Linked DNA regions of Sus scrofa: region 1 is linked to region 2. A link is a contact called in public HiChIP or PLAC-seq data. All regions are on one chromosome and are shown on one strand. The core of a region is the stretch at or near the end of the contact, and the rest is flanking DNA. Distances in the headings are between cores, read along the strand shown.

What was found. HiChIP or PLAC-seq counts read pairs in DNA pulled down with a chosen protein or histone mark.
Region 1: a contact with region 2 is called in an H3K27ac HiChIP or PLAC-seq map of alveolar macrophages. The contact joins two enhancer-like sites. A contact is called at or near these places in 1 of 47 Hi-C or Micro-C datasets (alveolar macrophages) and 1 of 2 datasets of contacts at active chromatin or transcription factors (alveolar macrophages).

What each region holds. Positions count from the first base shown.
Region 1 is chr8:31,772,784-31,776,284 of Sscrofa11.1, forward strand. No RefSeq gene overlaps it. Among named protein-coding and RNA genes, the nearest start is that of NSUN7, 36 kb to the right of the region's middle. Within about 2 kb of position 2,233, at least 10 of the 83 cell types and tissues checked have an H3K27ac peak or open chromatin away from gene starts, as enhancers often do. A contact at or near this core is called in alveolar macrophages, where this site is marked.
Region 2 is chr8:31,303,119-31,306,624 of Sscrofa11.1, forward strand. No RefSeq gene overlaps it. Among named protein-coding and RNA genes, the nearest start is that of RHOH, 16 kb to the right of the region's middle. Within about 2 kb of position 1,788, at least 5 of the 83 cell types and tissues checked have an H3K27ac peak or open chromatin away from gene starts, as enhancers often do. A contact at or near this core is called in alveolar macrophages, where this site is marked.

The DNA.
Region 1 (3,501 bases), core at 983-3,482, 470 kb after region 2:
TTTTGCTTTTCACCAAATCTGGCAGTTTCTGCTTTTTAATGGATACATTCAGCTTATCACATTTAATGTTATCTTACACGATGTTGATCCATTTAATTTAGATTTTGTTTTTTTCTTTTCCTCTTTCTCTATGTTTGCTCATTTCAACAAGTTAATATACTTTCCATTATTCCCTTTGTTATTTGGAGTATCTCCTGCATATCTTCCCATTCTATCCCTTTCCCTGCTCTCTATTTCAGAATATTTTGCCTTCGGTATTATTTGTAAATAATTTACCCCCTGAGATGCAATATAACTCCTACTATAATGTTCTAATTCAGCCCTCCTGCCTCCCCACGCCGCCCTGCCCCCACTAAATTCCCTGCCATCCCACAGCTAAGACCTTTAGGACAATTCTATTCATTTCCCTTTTCCACTGTTCTCCACCATTCCCATGGATCTTCTGGGGCCCCTCCTCCACGTCTGCTCCACAGACCTCAATAGCCAGAAGACCGTGTGCTTCCTGGCCTTACTTTATTTATTTATTTATTTTTATTTTTTGCTTTTTAGGGCCATACCTGAGGCATGTGAAAGTTCCCAGCCTAGGGGTTGAATCGGACCTATAGCTGCCAGCCTGAACCACAGCCCCAGCAATGCAGGATCCAAGCCCACAGCTCATGGCAACACCGGATCCTTAACCCACTGAGCGAGGCCAGGGATCAAACCCGAGTCCTCATGGATAATAGTCAGATTCATTTCCATTGCACCACGACGGGAATTCCACGGCCTTATTTTAAAAATCTATTTCCACCAACTTAAAACTCCATCCTTACTTGTTTCGTGAGGAACGAGAAACCTGTGAGAACACTGTGTGAACTGTGAGAAGGTGTCCAAATCCGAGGGAGGGAGGAAGGATGCAGAGGGAGGGCTTGGCCAATTGATCACAACGGACATCTGTGGACAAGGTGGGATCATAGTCTCCATGCCGCTACGCCAGGAAGAAAGAGTGCTCCAGTTCCCTTCCCGGAGCACAAAATCACCACTACTTGAGGTCGATTTCTCTCAGCTCAGGTATTTTATTACAGGGTAGATGCATTTAATGAACACATTTTAAGGATGATATCCTAAACTATCAGAATCTATTAACATTTTAGAAAGCTAAATGGCTCACAGAAATGGGACTCTGAACCATCAAGTTCTGATAGGATGGGACAGATTTGAAGCATGGAAAAACTACCTGGAAACAGCTCCATGAAAGGTGTCTAAGAACAGGAGTTCCAGACAGAAGACTGAGGGATCAGGCAGTACCTCGACGAAGAGAATGTCAAAGAAGAAGCCAGCACATTTTTGTTTTTTCAGTGTTGCCTCCTGCCCGTGCTGGTTAAGAAGTTTGTGGTGTTACATGGACCCAAGTCAGGACAAAACACTGTATCAGCACTGTTATGCAGAAATATAATGAGATCCACATGTATTCTCTCTCTATATATATATTTGTCTTTCTGTCTTTTCTAGGGCCACACCCACAGCATGTGGAGGTTCCCAGGCTAGGGGTGGAATCGGAGCTGTAGCAACTGGCCCACGCCAGAGCCACAGCAACGCCAGATCTGAGCCGAGTCTGCGACCTACACCACAGCTCATGGCAACGCTTGATTCCTAACCCACTGAGTGAGGCCAGGGATCCAACTCCCATCCTCATGGATACTGGTTGGGTTTGTTACCCCTGAGCCATGACAGGAACTCCAGCTTTGGTCTGTTTTATTCACTGCTGTGTTGCAACAGTTAGAGCGGTGCCTGGCATGCCATGGGCATTCAATACTTATTCAATAAATTAAATCTTTTTGCCATTCTAGTTGCAGGGCTGGTGAATACTGCTCATTTCTAGTAATTATAATTGTCTGAGATTTTTTTTAACATTTTAAGTTTTGTGGAGGTTTTTGGTTTGTTTGGGTTTTTTGGACTGTACCTGCAGCATATGGAAGTTCCTAGGCCAGAGACTGAAGCTCTGTCACAGCAGTGCCCAAGCCACATTGGTGACAATGCCAGAGTGTTAACCCACTGAGCCACCAGGGAACTCCTGCCTGAGAATAATTTTGAACTAAGCTTAAACATTCTAGAGAGAACATTTTCAAAACTTGTAAATTAAAAGAAAATTCCAAGTCAGTTTTATGACAAGAGCTCTCTTGTTTCACTCTGAGCACTGCCACCAAAACCAAATGTTAACCTTTATAGATTTTCTAGTATGTGTTACACGATGACCCAAAACAGGAAGTCAGCCCATGACTGTATTTATCATGATGTCTATAATCACATTGCTTGCTGTTACTATAGAAATATGAAAAAAAAATAAACACTTTGAAAAATTCTCTATGATTTCAGTCTGAAGAAGCACAGGATCAAATGAACAGGTACATTCAGAGCAGCTGGTCACAACTTCTCAGAGTGAGGTCATCGACTTTGAGAATTTAAAAAAAAAAAAAGCCCTTAATAGAAACATAGTACTTATGATCATTATCATGTTATCATAACTCTTCTTTGTTGAGTGCTTATTACATTCTAAGAATGATGCTAAGGCTTTCATGTACTTTATCTCATTAAAGCCTTCAAATGAGACTAATAGTCACTTGCTTAAAATCATCTAGCTAATACACGAAATGGCCAGGATTAAAATCCTGCTCTGTCTGACTCTCAAGTCTGGAGTCTTGTCCACCCTCCTCATTTTCGTCGGGAGAATACTTAAGTCTTCCCAAACTATGTGGTGTGTCCAAGATCATAGAGCTATTAAGCGGCATAGTCAGAACTAAAATCTGCATCTCCTACTCTCAGGACCAGATTCCCTCCTTCATACAGTATAGTCTGTTCTATACTATAATAAGCAAAGCAGGGGATCATAATTTATTCAAATTATATTTTTAAAATAACTGAAATTAGAATTTGACCTCCACATTGAGAAAATTAGTGATTACTGATTTTTAGTCTCTTTTGCCACAAACAGCAAAGTATTGTTTTGTGCAGCCAGGATGGGGACTGGGGTAGCAGGATCGAGGCACTAAGCAGGATACATAATCATTGATCCTGGTCCCAAAACTAAGTGAATGAAGTGAGACCTTATCTGTGAAAATGGTCAGAGATTCCATGTTACTAGTAGGTGGTTTCCACAGAAGACCACAGAAAGCCTTGGTTGGAGCTAAGAAGCATGAAACGTAATTTAAAGGGGAGAGAGAGCTGTGCCAGGTGGCTCACAGAGTGGACACAGTCTCTCCAGATCCCTCCTGAGGGCTCTTCCTACACCTTCTCCCCACATTTGAATCTCCAGCACCTGGATGGCTGCGGGCTGGAGGCTAGGGGAGTGTCCCAGCCCTGGGTTTTTTCATGGCTGCCCTGAACGTTCAACTCTGGAAGGCAGCAGGTGCCTTGTCAATCTCCATAAGCCCTGGGAGAACTTAGAACAATGGCCTTCTCAGTCCTGGCAGGCGGCTCTCAAGGCCACCTCCCTTCCATTTAAGTCCCTTTTTATTGAAGCCA
Region 2 (3,506 bases), core at 538-3,037:
TTTTTACAGGTTGTACTATTTGATGAAATTAGAAGTAAATTAATGAAATTAGAAATAATTTTTTAAAAGATAATTTAACCAATTATTTGAAATTTAAGGCTACTTTCCTATGATCACTTTACAGTATGTACAGGTGTCAAATCATTGTGTTTTACACCTGAAACTAATGTAATGTTGTATATCAATTATGCCTCAACAAACAAATACTGAAATGAAAAATTTGGGTAAAAACATCTACCCCAAAAAAGAGACTATCTCCTAAATACTCCTTGCTTCAAATTAGAAACTAAAGTTGAAATTGTAAACTAAAGTGAAAAAGGGAAATGCAACAAAACCAAACCTACAAGACCCAGTGAAATCTGTATGCAGACAAAGATTAGAAATATAAGAACTCAGGAGTCTTTGGTAGCTTAGGTTAAGGATCCAGTGTTGTCACTGCTGTGGCTCAGGTCACTGCTGTGGTGCATGTTCAATCCCCAGCCAGGCAATTTCCACATGCCATGGGGCAGCCAAAAGAAAAAAAAATAAATACAAGGACACTGTGTTCATCTTAAAAGATTAGAAAAAGAGGAATTCCCGTTGCGGCTCTAGCATCCATGAGGACTCAGGTTCGATCCCTGGCCTTGCTCAGTGGGTTAAGGATCTGGCATTGCTGTGAGCTGTGGTGTAATTTGCAGACGCCATGTTGTAGGTTGCAGATGTGGCTCGGATCTGGCATTGCTGTGGCTGTGGCATAGGCCAGTGGTTACAGCTCCGATTCAGCCCCTAGCCTGAGAACCTCCATATGCCTCAGGTACAGTCCTAAAAAGACAAAAGACAAAAAACAAAAAATAAAAAGACAAAAGTACACTCATATCTATTTATCCGCATTCAAGTATAAGAAAGAGCTAGTAGTAGATACAAAATGTGGAGAGTGAGTTTGGCAGTGTTGGGTGTGTACGTGGATTCTGGAGACAAAATTGAGAACAGTGGAAAGGGCTGTGATATGAACCAGGTGTTGTGAACTTCACAAGTGGCATTGTTTCTATGAAGCGCTGATAATTAAGATTGGGGAATTCCCTATTTTATTGTTTTTATTAACAGAAATAGACTTGAGTCAAAGTGATTCTCCCTGTTGTCACCCGGAAAGATAGTTTTGATTTTCTTGACGTTTCTCCTGAAATTTTATATTTGCTCTGCTATTACTTTTTCTTGTGTTGGTGTCATCGCTGGCCTATGGGGCCCATGTCGACGTAGTTACATCCACTTTATGGTTTCAAAATGTTGAGTCTAATTAGTGATACATGAGAGTGGAAGGATTACTTTCAGATATCTGAATGTTACAGTCCCTTTGGAGTAATCAGTATTGCTTTCTTTTTTGGAAACACTTTGGTACGTGTGAGCAAGGGATGTGGCTGTGCTTTTTAGCACTTATACATGGTCACTGATTAGCTACACCTTTCTTTCCTTGCTTTGCTTGTTTTTGGGTTTTCTCTAATCACTAATATTCTGAAGAGGTGGGGGAAAGGAAACGAATCTGAACACAAACCCAAGGACTGTTGCTTTGTCTGGAGGTCTTGGGTAAGGCTTGATTGCACGAGGCTGAAATCCACGCTGAAGTGTAAGTTGGCCAAGGAGTTCACTCACATCCCAGAACCACCTAGGGTCTGGGAGACCAGTGCCCTCCGAGACTGTGGATGACTCTCTTCCTCTTGATCCTTTAGGGATGGGCTCTCTTCCCAGTGGTAGCAATAATTCAGAATGGAGTTGTGATATATTTGAGGACCTTATTTCGACTTTACCACTAGGGGTCAGAAATTAGCCCATGAACCCGGCACGACTTCATCAAGAGTCCACTGGTAGATAAAGCTTTATGTAGCTTTCCTTTGTTTCCTACTTCTGATGAGGCACAGAATACTAATCAGATGGCTTTGAGAGATTAAAGGGAACCCCTGAATCTTTTTTTTTTTTGTATTTTTAGGGCTGCACCCACGGCATATGGAGGTTCCCAGGCTAGGGGTCAAATCAGAGCTTTAGCTGCAGGCCTATACCAGAGCCACAGCAACGCCAGATCCCAGCCGCGTCTACGAACTATACCACAGCTGAAGGCAACACTGGATCCTTAGCCCATTGAGCAAGGCCAGGGATTGAACCTGCAACCTCATGGGGAACCCTTGTGTCTTTTTTTGCACCAAATTTTAGCAACTGGCTTACCTGGAGTCTTCACTCTAATCCACCCTCAATCATTAACCTTAACATTTTTTTTTCTTTTGCCTACTCACTATATTTATACACACTATCATCCCAAAGTAAGAGTTCATTGTGGTGATACATCTAAAGATTACAAATAGAACAGAAAATGAACTAGGTAGACTTCTAATAAGTGTAGACAAGTGAACTCAGCGGACCTCATGCATTTTTGTGTTTTCATTGGAAATTGTTGACCATGCATATTTTTTCAGTGTGTATTTTTGGCCAGATGCTACCAATAAGATCATTTCCTCTTCAATAGCTATGTCGAGTTATGCATTAACTTAAATGATTGAGTTAATATGTCATGGGTCATTTAAGACATTGCAACTGTATTTCAAACATCCTCATTTTGTTCAGTGATTTTTTTTTTTTTACTTTATTTCCTCCTTGGTGTTTGGAAAGGGCTTGAAACTAGGGAAAAAGTGACATGAAATATATATTCTATATGTTTACAATTGAGAGATTTCATTTTTTTTTTGGAACTTGAGAATTCAATTTTCATATTTCAGCAAAAGCTGATGGGCATGTTTTATTTAGTGGTGTTCAGTGTGATGAGCTTATCATTTACACTGGGGTTTGATAGAGGCATTTAGATGTGTTTGGCCATCCTACTGGGTTGCAAATTTAGAGGTCTGGGTTTCCACTTTTCTCAACCTGTCTTCTGCCCTTGGCAAAGCCCTCCAAAATGAAGAACATGCTATCCTTGTCCGTGTCTGCTGTGGGCCGATCCCTGCTGCCGGGAACTAGACAGGAAGATGGGATTTGAGCTGCAGGAGAAGGCTGCCAGCCCCCCGGGGCAGGATGGGAGTGCCATCTTGTACCTTACCTATTGCTTCTGTGAGTGGTACCCCTGCTATCTTTGCTCCCAGGGATAGTGTTGGGTGATGATCTCCAGGCACCATGTCTGGTGATGTTTGGGCTTAATTTTGGATTGTCTCCTAAAATGTGACTGGGTGTTTTGTGTTGAATTTTATTCTCCTCAAATTCATATGTTGAAGTCCTAACTCCCAGTATCTACAAAATGATCTAATTTGGAGATGGTGTCTTTATAGAGACAATCAAGTTAAAATATGGTGGCTTGGGTGGTCCCTAATCCAATATACTGGTGTCCTTATAAAAAGGGAAATTTGGACAGAGATATGCATAGAGGGAATATAATGTAAAGAAACACAGGGAGGAGTTCCTGTCGTGGCTCAGTTGTTAACGAATCCAACTAGGAACATGAGGTTGCAGGTTCAATCCCTGGCCTTGCTCAGTGGGTTAAGGATCCAGCA